Linked DNA regions of Mus musculus: region 1 is linked to region 2. Evidence: chromatin contacts called from public HiChIP or PLAC-seq data. All regions are on one chromosome and are shown on one strand. The core of a region is the stretch at or near the end of the contact, and the rest is flanking DNA. Distances in the headings are between cores, read along the strand shown.

Region 1 (5,638 bases), core at 1,615-4,114, 68 kb before region 2:
AGATCCAATCTGTAAGCATCATATCTTGGTAGCCATTCTTAGATTTTTTTTTTGCCCCTCCCCACATCTACCTAAGCAAATTAGCACTTATTTCTGCTATAGACTTTATCATCCAAAGTTACAATTACTACTCTCAGCCTCATTTTCAAGCCAGGCAGTGAAGTTTCTGGACTCATTCAGTGTCTGAGGGCTGAGTGTGTGGATGCAATGCACACTACCACTGTCAGGATGCCTACTCTGCTATTAAAATGCTTTGCATGCGTCCCTTTCTTCCATGGCTCTGCCATTCATTGTCACAGATGTTTGATCCCCTATTAAAATTCTCTTAACATCTGGTCCAAATACATGAATTCCCATGGTTTTGAGAAATGTCCTTTCTAAATGTCATAATTTTCCAGTTAATGGTCAAAGGGATGAAGGGATTATTATAGGCAGACGAGCTGAAAAGGGGAGTTCTCGGGGACCTGGAACTGTGAGAACAGAAGGAGCTGTGGCCATGCACAAAAGCCCTGGGGGTCTAGATAAGTGATTCCAGTTCTCATCATTCCCCAGAACCACATGAAAAAACAAGGACAAAGAAGAGACATTACCATTCAAGGCAGAGTAACTTTATTAAGGTAATTATTCTAGGTTGAAATATAAATATCATGTAATGTTATGAGATAAAATCAGACCTCTAGTGCACTTAGAAAAACATGTAGACTAGTTAGTGGAAAAAGTTTTCTTACTTGATATTTTCAAATTCTACCTGGGATGGACTCTGTGCCTATCTGACACCAGACATAGAAAGTTGACACATGCGTACTTGAATTTATTACAGTTCTATCTGTCAAAACATAGTCAGAACTTAATGACATTAATATATGTGTGGCAAGTGTGCCCATAAAGTATGCATAAAACATGTGTTATAAAGTGAAAATTAGTAAGATTATAATAAAAACAAAGATCCTAGTAGCTAATGATTAATAATGTCTATTAAATTACAAAATAGGTTTGTCAATGGAATTTATATATGTATTTCCTGTAAATAACTTTATAGTATGTATACTTTCACCCTTTCTTACTTTCCACATGTGGAGACATAAGTCAATGAAGTTTTAGTTAGTATGCCTCCTGCCTTGCTGCTGTCATGAATGTGTCTGGTCCTCATTTCATACACTGGCAATGAAACTTGAACAAGTAGCTGAAGAATCATTAGCAGATCTTGGAGCCAGTGATCTCACTGACCAAGCTTTAGCCTACCTGTGTTAAGGCCTTTCAGAGTTCCAGCCCATCAGCACTGCAAAGGCCAACTCAAATGCTCTGTTGCCTTTTATCATCTGGCAACCTATGCCCGAAATCTGTCTATTCACTTCTTCACATACACTTACTTAAAACATTGGATATGTTTAACATGGAAAAGAATGTTCTCATATACATACACTATGTGGTTAAATTATGGGGATTATTACCTCTTTTTAAATAAATCTTTTTTGTTACAGGTTTTAAAACACCCCACAAATCATCAAGCACATGTAGTTTTACAAAATCTCCACTAATACCACCTTAGCTCAGATTTCTGCCCAAGTTTCTCACTTAAGAGTTGGAGTCCTATTTTGGATTATTCTAGCATGCCCACTAATAGGCAAACCCATGAATAAACGTTGCCATTCTTGTTCCAAATAAGCACCAAACAGTGCCCTTTGCTCGCCTTCGTGGCTACAGTCTCAAGCTTACAATGAATGCCCTCTTGCTTCAACCTCTTTTGGGTTAACCCTGCCCTCTCACGTTGACCTCCCCTGGGTTTGCAGAAAGCCTTGCCATCGATCATTGGGCTTTGTACTCCAGTCCTCGAAAATGCTTTTAGTTTTGGTTTTTGGTGCTACAATCAGAGAAAACTACAAAGTCATTATAGTTGCTTAAAAACCTTCAGTAGTTCCCCAGGGAGCCTCCCAAAAGCTATAACCACTGACTCCATCAAAAACCCTTTTTCTCTGGCCAGTGCAGCCTTCCTGAAACTTCCTTTTTGAGCTCTCACCTTCACTACAGGCCAGCTACACACAAGCACACAAATACACATGATCTTCTACATCCTCTGACCTGGCCAAAGCTCTGGCTGACTCTTAGGGCTTAAATCTTCTCTAGGTTCTTCACAGTGCTTTCTCCTGTGACTCAGCCTTTATTCACTATAACTTCCAAGCCAACTAAACCTTCTTTTTACTCCTACCAGAGGCTGTTAACATCTCTGTTTCATAGCATTTTAAACTATGTGAAACTGCTTGCTTGATGATTTGTGGAGTGTTGTAAAACCTGTAACAAAAGATTTATTTAAAAAGACGTCACAATCCTCATAATTTAACCACATAATATATGTATATAAAAACATTATTCTTCCATTTTAAACATATCCAATAAACAACAAATATATTAAAATATTTCACAAGGGCATAGACAAAAATATTCAGTACCTGCAAAGAAGGAAAATGAAGCCAGGAAGAATACAACTGAGAGAATGAATAAGAATAAGATAAAACATCATTTGCTGGTCATCGACAGCAAAATACTTCCCAATCGCTTTGTCGTCACTCGTCAAAAGGATACTGAAAGGACCTATAAAGTTTATGTTTGGCAATCAATTGATATCTTTGATTAAATACTATTTAACACATTGCAATATAAACAAGTGGAGACAAAGACTTTTTTATTCTAAACATAGATCCACAGGTCCCAAGACATAGCAGCATGCATTAAGTCTTATGAACTTTTTTGAAGGCACTGAAAGGTGTGGATGTTAAGATTTCTAGTTGAAGGCTTAGCTCGCTGTGAAGGTCTAGGCACTTCCTTCCAGATCAAGGCAAAGAAGCCTCTCAGTTTATTATAGTCAATGAATCATACTTGCAGTGAGTTTCACAATAGAATCGACAGAAAACTGCCAGATCTCTAATAGCCTACATGTAAGACTTCAAAAGCAGGTCAAAATAGACCTTAACCAAGTGGCCACAAAGTATCTAATTATTAGCCCATTACGCTCTGCTGTGACATGTATATGTGCTGGGAACAGAAGGTACTGTGTTCTTCAGTTCATTATCCTAGAATGTGGAAAGGTCACCGTGGATACTGCAGGATAGGTCATTATGGTTTAAAAGTAATTTCGACATATTTTTGCATCTACATTTCAAAATATTAAAAGCCAAATGATGGTGTAGAAGTTAATGACAATACAAAAAGAGTAGCTCAAAGATACAATTCCTAAGGAGGTAATGAAACAGTGCAGAGCTTGTCAAAGAGCTCCTAAACAATGAAGATCATAAACACTGTTGCAGGATAAATAAATGATGTTTGTGCCACCCAAATGTTAAGGAGCAGCCATGGAGAAACTCAGTCTCAAAGCCCCCTGCCATTGAGTTCTCTGCCCATGAATGAGTGCTGCTGCAGAGTAGGCTATACTACAGAAAGCAACCAGCTGGCCAGACCCACAGGGTGTGAGGTCACCATGGCTGCTTTTCTCTGGTCTCAGTTCCCATCGTCCATAACACATTTTAAAAAGAACACGTAGCTTAAAATCATATAAGCCAACTTGAAAAATAAGGCAGTGTATTCCTCAGGAATTACGAAGCTGTAAATAAGATTTAATGAATATAAACAAGTAAGACTACAGACAAAAGAAAATGTGTTTCATAGGAAACAAATTACTACCCTCCTAGACAGAGACAATAGGAGCAGTTCAGGGTCTCACAACAGCTGTGAGCTGCCTCCTTGGTGTTGGGAAAACTCCACATCTGCTCCAGAAACAAATAAAAATTCATAACTGTACTGTTCATAATAGGAAATTCTTAGAAGCAACATCAGAGTCTACTGTCTACTGAAAGCAGGGTCATCTTCATGGTATATCTTATCACTCAATGTATGGGCAACAACAGCTCTGTGGAACACACATAAATGCCCAAAGAGAAAACTAACATAAAATTAGAATAATATATAATATAATCAATTTTTTAAAATAAAAAGAATAAAAATTAAAAGTTTTGACTTCAATAAAACTATACAAAGCCAAGTATATAGAAATAAGAACCCGATGTTGCTAATGTGAAAATAGATTCGAGCAGCAGCGGTCGCCATCTTGGTCCGAGACCCACCGAACTTAGGAAATTAGTCTGAACAGGTGAGAGGGTGCGCCAGAGAACCTGACAGCTTCTGGAACAGGCAGAAGCACAGAGGCGCTGAGGCAGCACCCTGTGTGGGCCGGGGACAGCCGGCCACCTTCCGGACCGGAGGACAGGTGCCCACCCGGCTGGGGAGGCGGCCTAAGCCACAGCAGCAGCGGTCGCCATCTTGGTCCGAGACCCGCCGAACTTAGGAAATTAGTCTGAACAGGTGAGAGGGTGCGCCAGAGAACCTGACAGCCTCTGGAACAGGCAGAAGCACAGAGGCGCTGAGGCAGCACCCTGTGTGGGCCGGGGACAGCCGGCCACCTTCCGGACCGGAGGACAGGTGCCTACCCGGCTGGGGAGGCGGCCTAAGCCACAGCAGCAGCGGTCGCCATCTTGGTCCCGGGACTCCAAGGAACTTAGGAATTTAGTCTGCTTAGGTGAGAGTCTGTACCACCTGGGAACTGCCAAAGCAACACACTGTCTGAGAAAGGTCCTGTTTTGGGCCTTCTTCTTCGGCCAGGAGGAGGTCCAAATACAAGATATCTGCGCACCTTCCCTGTAAGAGAGCTTGCCAGCAGAGAGTGCTCTGAGCACTGAAACTCAGAGGAGAGAATCTGTCTCCCAGGTCTGCTGATAGACGGTAACAGAATCACCAGAAGAACAATCTCTAAACAGAGTCAACTATAACTACTAACTCCAGAGATTACCAGATGGCGAAAGGTAAACGGAGGAATCTTACTAACAGGAACCAAGACCACTCACCATCACCAGAACCCAGCACACCCACTTCGCCCAGTCCAGGGAACCCCAACACACCTGAGAACCTAGACCTAGATTTAAAAGCATATCTCATGATGATGGTAGAGGACATCAAGAAGGACTTTAATAAATCACTTAAAGAAATACAGGAGAACACTGCTAAAGAGTTACAAGTCCTTAAAGAAAAACAGGAAAACACAATCAAACAGGTAGAAGTCCTTACAGAAAAAGAGGAAAAAACATACAAACAGGTGATGGAAATGAACAAAACCATACTAGACCTAAAAAGGGAAGTAGACACAATAAAGAAAACTCAAAGCGAGGCAACACTAGAGATAGAAACCCTAGGAAAGAAATCTGGAACCATAGATTTGAGCATCAGCAACAGAATACAAGAGATGGAAGAGAGAATCTCAGGTGCAGAAGATTCCATAGAGAACATCGGCACAACAATCAAAGAAAATGGAAAATGCAAAAAGATCCTAACTCAAAATATCCAGGAAATCCAGGACACAATAAGAAGACCAAACGTACGGATAATAGGAGTGGATGAGAATGAAGATTTTCAACTCAAAGGTCCAGCAAACATCTTCAACAAAATTATTGAAGAAAACTTCCCAAATCTAAAGAATGAGATGCATATGAACATACAAGAAGCCTACAGAACTCCAAATAGACTGGACCAGAAAAGAAATTCCTCCCGACACATAATAATCAGAACATCAAATGCACTAAATAAAGATAGAATA
Region 2 (6,397 bases), core at 3,657-6,156:
CAGGAATTCCAAAGCTGTCCCTGCTGATCACCAAAGTCTGGGAGCTTTAGAGGGAGTGGCTACTGAGTCACAGTCATCTTTCTATAGCACTTGACAATGTACCCTCTCTCTAAGCAAAGCACCTTATCTCAGATCTCCACTCTGACTCAGCCTCAATTGCATTTCACAGGAGGATCGAGACTGGCATTTTAATTTGTAATTATAGCTCAGGACTACTTGAGATCAAAGTCATGCTGGGTTCTCTTTAAAAGAGAAATTGGGAGTACCATATTGGGATGGTTTGAAAATGGCCTCCATAGTTCCATAGGGAAGTGACACTATTAGGAGGTATGGCCTTATTAAGTAGGAGGGGCTTTGTTGGAGGAAGTGCATCACTAGAAAGGGTAAGCTTTGACATGCCAGAAGCTCAAGCTGGGTCACTGGCTCTCCTGCTACCTGTGGATCCAGATGTAGAATTCTCATATCCTTCTCCAGCATCATGTCTGCCTGCATGCAGCCATGCTTCCCACATGATGATAATGTACTAAACATTAGAATTGTAAGCCAGCCCCAATTAAATGATTTCCTTTATAAGAGGTGCCCTGGTCATGACGTCTTTCACAGCAATAAGACCCTAAGACAAGTATTAAACAGTAAAACAGGAGCTACCCAAGTTTCATCATGCAACCAGCTCCTGAAGGTGCTACTGTAGATGCTACAAAGTCCACCGAGGCCAGGACAGAAGCAATGAAGCTCTTTCACAGTGGAGCCTCAGAAGACAGACGTAGAGCTCAGAATCAGCTGCAGAGGGATGGTATTCATCACCCAGGGAGTGGGAACATGCTGAGAGCTGCCTCACAGGGAGATCTACCAAGAGTATCAAAATAGGTCCCATATGATTCTCCTCAGGTGATGTCCTAATCACCAAGGATGAGTTAGAAAGAGAAGATACTTCTTGGCTCTCTTACCTCTGAGCATAACTTCCTACCTTGGTGTCTCCAAATGTTGCTTCTTTCACAGAAAAACAACTTCTCACCAGGACAAGGCAATACAGTCGGCCCTCCTAACATACAGATTCTGTGTTCACAGATTCATCTGTTAACTTAAATTTGTGCCTTCCAAATCAGTCTTGTTTGAATCACTTCCAGTCATTCACTGAGAAAGAATATCAGGACAATAGCCCTGAGCCGCCCAAGTGTACATCTGAGCTGCAGTCTAAGTGCAGCTCTCTGCCTCTTTATCCCTGCTCTCCTACAGGGAGCCAGAGTCACAGGATCTTCAGTGACACATTTGTTGCACTGTGTGTGTCTCTCTGTGTGTGTGTGTGTGTGTGTGTGTGTGTGTGTGTGTGTGTGTGTGTATCCTTATTACACATGCAGAGGTTAACTCTTCGTATCATTCTACAAATGTTGTCACATTGTTTTTCAAGATTGGGTTGGTTTGTTTGTTTGTTTGTTCATTTTAAGATAGGGTCTCACTACATAGCTGTGGAGCCAGATGGCCTGGAACTCATCAAGATCTTCCTGCCTCTGCCTCCACAGTGCTACAATAAAAAGCATACACCACTAGGCTCTGCTCAAAACAGAGTTTCTCTATTGGCTAGAAACTCAACTAGACTAGGCTGGCTCCCTAGCAAGCTCCTGAGATTTTTCTACCTGCTCCTCCCCAGAGCTAGGATTACAGGCAAGCATCATCACCTGTGGCCCTTGGAATCATATTCGGTTCTTCATGTGTGCAATGCAAACTTCTTATCAATCCAGGAAGCTACTCACCCTCACTGTAGTAGACTGTGTCGGTAATTAACCTGATTAAAATTGTGCCAAAGCAGTGCTGACGTGTGTTCTACTTTTCCTGAGTACAAGGCTATAAGACCCCCCTCCCCAAAAAATGCTAAGCAAGTACCGTTCAAATAGTAATTATCATTCAATTATTCATAAGGTTAGAACAACAACAACAACAAAACACTACATAGGGCTGGAGACCTAAACCAGTGGGCAAGACAAGGTTCCAAGCACCCAAGAGCTGGGTGTGGACATGACATCTTTAGCCTCAGCACTAAGGGATGCAGAGATGGGATTACTGGGTCTTGATGGCCAAATGACCTACCCTGAACAAAGGACAAACTCTAAGTTTAGTGAAAGACTCTGTCTCAAAAGAATAAAGGGGACACTTGGAAAGGATATTTATGTATTCTTCTGGCTTCCACATCTATGAACATGGGGATATATGAACATGGGGATATATATATATATACTAATTAAAACCTACAAATGTGACTATTCTGTGGTCAACTGATGCAAATTTTGTGCCCAATCCAACCCCATAGTCTTCCTGAGAACAATGGTTCAGTATTTGTTAGTTCAGGATTTACAAAGACTTAGAGAAAATACCACGGATAACAGAATGGGTTATGCATGCTAAAGGGCACGGGCAACAGCTGAAAAGCAGCACCTGCTCCCCAGCTCTGCATAGAACAGAACAGCACAGGCAGATGAAGGAAGACTGAAAAAAAAAATAGTGAAGTACAGATGACACAGAGGACCAGCCAGCTCAGATGCACAGTGGGAGACAAGGAGGTCATAGAACAGAAACTCAGGAGACACAGCTGCCCACACATTCTCAAAGCAAGCTGTGGCTGTGTGTCTAAGAGGAGCCCATAACTCACCTTGCTACCAGCAAGGTAGGAGAGGCCCAGGAGCCTGTCTATCTGGCGCTAACCACCATAGGAAATGACCTTTGTGAAGCCAACCTGCAGTGAAAATGAGGTCCCAAAGAAACAGAAATCTGGGTGGTTAATAGGCATCAGGGAGGATGGGCTGGTGGCTAAGGTCACTGGTGGAATAAGAGTCCAGGTTTTGGCTCAGAGGGCTTCTTATGGCTTTAATGACGCCAGTGCCATGCGAACCACCTCATCTAGTTCTCATTAGAGAAGGGCAATCTTTGTTCCCTGGATTTAAGCAATGATTACAATCTAAAAGAATTGATTGTGTCTCATTATGCTGGAGATAATATATTCCTGATGATTCAGGCCATTAACTTGAACCTCCAAATACCAACACAGGTCATGCAGCGCCCCTTTAATGTATTCCCATCTGTTGTGCATCTGATAGGAAACGGTGTTCCTAACACACGGTACATGAAAGAGAAACTGAGTGAGAAAGCAGGGCAGAACAGCCGGCTCTGTTCCTTTGATTGTTTCCCACTCCAGGAACATCTTATCTTAATTTAATTGAGCCGCTCTGGTACAGCGAGATCTTTAATATTTAAAAAAGCAAAGCAAAACAAAGAGCAAATAAATCCAAAAGTGGAACAAACTAAAAAGACATGGGGCTGTGTCTCACAGCTTCCTGGTCTCATGCCCTCATCTCCGTCTCCGGCTGCATCTGCTCTGCATCATGTGAGGACGTGGAACCACCACTTCTAGGTAGAATTGGCTTCCTTTAAACCCATGGCTCCCATTATGGGGATCGAAACACACAAAACAACAACAAAAACTGAGTGTCCCTCTCTCCTTCCACTTGAAGACTGACAGTTTCTAAAAGGGGAGCCAAACTCAAGGAAGGAATTCACATGTGTCAACACAAATCAAACACGCTCGGGCGCGTGTGTATGCACTCCTCTTCCATTGAATAAATAATTCTGACTGTGATCACAAAAACATAAATGAGCGATAAATGCATTCATAAAGGAAATAAAAATTTATCAAAACCATAAATAACAATCTAACAATTCTAACATCTTCGGACAGGAATCAGTTACCAAGTTTTCATGCAGTCAGCACAAGCCCTGGCTTGCTCTGGTCCAGCCAGGCCCCAAGGGTCCAATCACTGCAAACTGAAGCCACTTCTTTCAGATTCCCTCTAATCACATCAACACAAAACTGAACTGCAGTGTGCAGTTAGAAAAGCCTCTGAAGTAGACGACAGTGTTTTCAAACTAACATCCAGCAGTACTGCATAACAATACTTTTAAAACAAGCATCCTACTAGGCTTTTCCATCCAAACTGGCTCTAAAATATTCTCTGCCTCTACTAACACTGGGATGTATGTGTCTGCCAGTTAAAAGACCATTAAAATTCTGTTCCAGAAAGCAGAGAAATAGCTGATGATCCAACTAAAACCTACAGACAGCGTTTCTTTCTAAAAACACAAGGCTGAGTTGGTAAGAGGCTCACTGTCTGAGAGCCTGGATGCAGAGTGCACAAAGGAAGAGAGCCATCAAAAGGATCTGAGGACAAGCACAGGAAGCCCTTATAAAGAATCAAGTTTCTGCCTCCTGTCTCTGCTGATGACAGCAGGAGCAGCTCTTTGTTCATAAGGCCTGCTGCAGTTTCAGTGCTTAGACAGGGCATCATTCCAATGAAGACGAGTCTTTCTGGGTACCCTGAAGAACTTCCACTCACTATCTCCATCTTCCACAGGAACTACATCTCTATATGTAGCTTGAACAAAAGACTATTGCATCCCTGACACAGAGAGGCGAGGTGGGAAGAGAACTGTGTATCTCTAGGATGCTCTGCCTCCTCAGGAAGCTAAGGCATTCTGATAGCAGCTGATGATAATCTCAACAGACAAGCATCTGGCTCCAGGTTACAGGTAGGAACTGGGGTTTGATGAGGGGGCAGGGTGATTAAAAACAAGGTATAACAAATGCATAACAACACAGGAAACTCAAAGGAAACAAGCAGACACGCAGGACAGAAGAGTGGACATTTCTGGTGAGTGCACCAAGCGCCATGAAGGGCACCTGTGACTTTGGAGCTAACCAGTAGCAGATGTGGCCACAGTTTTGGACTTCCGTCCCTTTAGCCCAGTCTTCATGCAGCCCAACTGGACCCCAAACCACAAAGTGGCTGGAGGAGGGAGAAAAAGGAGGAAGGCTGAGTCAGTCAGTCAGTCAGCTGCAATAACAAAGGGAGAAGGCTCAAACCACAAAAGCTTTTAAAAATAAACACTGTAATTCAAGGCAAGGGGCAGGGGAGGCCACATGCAGGTCTGGGGAGACTTTGAGAAGCACCGGATCCCATCAGACATCATTTCGCAAAGCCACTGGAAATTGCCATTCAAAGAGGTATTTAAAAGACAGTGGAGGGGCCTCCCTTCCCTAAGGAGGACTGCATTACAGTGCTTCTCAAAAAACCCTGCCTGCTCACACTGGCCCACAAACTCCCTTTCATCTTCTAGTGAGTACTTCCTTCCTCAAAGCCCAGGACACTGCAAGCTTCTAGAGTTGTATCTAAACATAAACCAATTTCAGAGATTTGGAAAGAAATGGTCTAAAAGCCTGTTGATTCTAAACTCTACACAAACTATGGACCCAGATTTCCCATGATACTAAGAAAAGGAACATGCCATCCCTCCACAATGTCTCTGGAGAAATCACACTCTCATTTAAACAGACTCTGGGAAAGCATTGCAAAAAAAAAAAAAAATATATATATATATATATATATATATATATATATATATATATATATATATAATAAACAAATAAATAAAAAAGCAGAACTGGTTCCATGACCTGAGTTCAAAGGTCATCTGTGGTCCATGTGCCATGTGCAGTAGAGATGTTTTGTCAATTTTCTGGGCTTCTACTTATTGGGGTTTCAAAACAAGCATGCCATGTTCCTGCTTCCATACAGTGGCTCAGGAAACCTTCAACAACGTTATGATCATAACAAATGAGATTGTTGGTGACACTAGGAGGGTAAGTTATCTACTCTATGGGGTAACCATGGCTAATGAGCTCCCTTTGATTAATGAGAGAGAGAGAGAGAGAGAGAGAGAGATCCTTACCTGAGATTCTTAGATTCTTCCCCACTGTCTTGTGACCACCAAGCCTGATTCTGTCTCCATCAGGAACGTAACTGCTTTTGCTAACAACTTTTCAAGATGAAAATTAAAAACATCAATTTGATGCTCTTTTGGCTCACCTGTTCTAAAAGGATCACAGGATAAGACTTTGAAACGAAACAAAAGGAAAGAAAATGTATTGTCTAAAAGTCAGCATTGCCATTATTTGAGGATGGATAAAATGGTGACAGGTCACAGCGAATGAGGGGCAGAGGTGGTGACTTGCCCTTCCTTACTGATGGTACTTTCCTTCTGAATCTCCAAGTTCATGACCTTCTAAAAGCCTGAAAGACTCTCAGGCGTTCAAGATATGGGAAGAAAATAACTAAGATCAAGACAAGCATTTGTTAACTACATCCTTCCCTCACATTTTAGCTGTCCAACTATGTGAACATGCAAATAATAATAAACTTGTTATTAACGATATCTGAGTAGCAGGCACTCAAACACACGGAGCCCAGGTTTACGCATAGACTCTTCAACAAGCCACAGAAGACAAATATAAACCTCACTGGAGCTGGAACAAGGATCTGGACCCTGAACCTCCAAGGAAGGTGAGAAAAGA

Evidence for each region. HiChIP or PLAC-seq counts read pairs in DNA pulled down with a chosen protein or histone mark.
Region 1: a CTCF HiChIP or PLAC-seq map of the NIH/3T3 cell line shows a contact between it and region 2, with 9 read pairs. The contact joins two enhancer-like sites. A contact is called at or near these places in 1 of 15 datasets of contacts at CTCF or cohesin (the NIH/3T3 cell line), 2 of 484 Hi-C or Micro-C datasets (nephron progenitors and pancreatic cancer cells) and 1 of 115 datasets of contacts at active chromatin or transcription factors (embryonic stem cells).

Annotation. Positions count from the first base shown.
Region 1 is chr15:32,394,502-32,400,139 of GRCm38.p6, reverse strand. The region is part of intron 2 of Sema5a (sema domain, seven thrombospondin repeats (type 1 and type 1-like), transmembrane domain (TM) and short cytoplasmic domain, (semaphorin) 5A); the gene reads right to left. Among named protein-coding and RNA genes, the nearest start is that of Sema5a, 150 kb to the right of the region's middle. Within about 2 kb of position 2,864, at least 8 of the 459 cell types and tissues checked have an H3K27ac peak or open chromatin away from gene starts, as enhancers often do. A contact at or near this core is called in the NIH/3T3 cell line, where this site is marked.
Region 2 is chr15:32,327,285-32,333,681 of GRCm38.p6, reverse strand. All of the region lies in intron 1 of Sema5a (sema domain, seven thrombospondin repeats (type 1 and type 1-like), transmembrane domain (TM) and short cytoplasmic domain, (semaphorin) 5A), which reads right to left. Among named protein-coding and RNA genes, the nearest start is that of Sema5a, 86 kb to the right of the region's middle. Within about 2 kb of position 4,906, at least 64 of the 459 cell types and tissues checked have an H3K27ac peak or open chromatin away from gene starts, as enhancers often do. A contact at or near this core is called in the NIH/3T3 cell line, where this site is marked.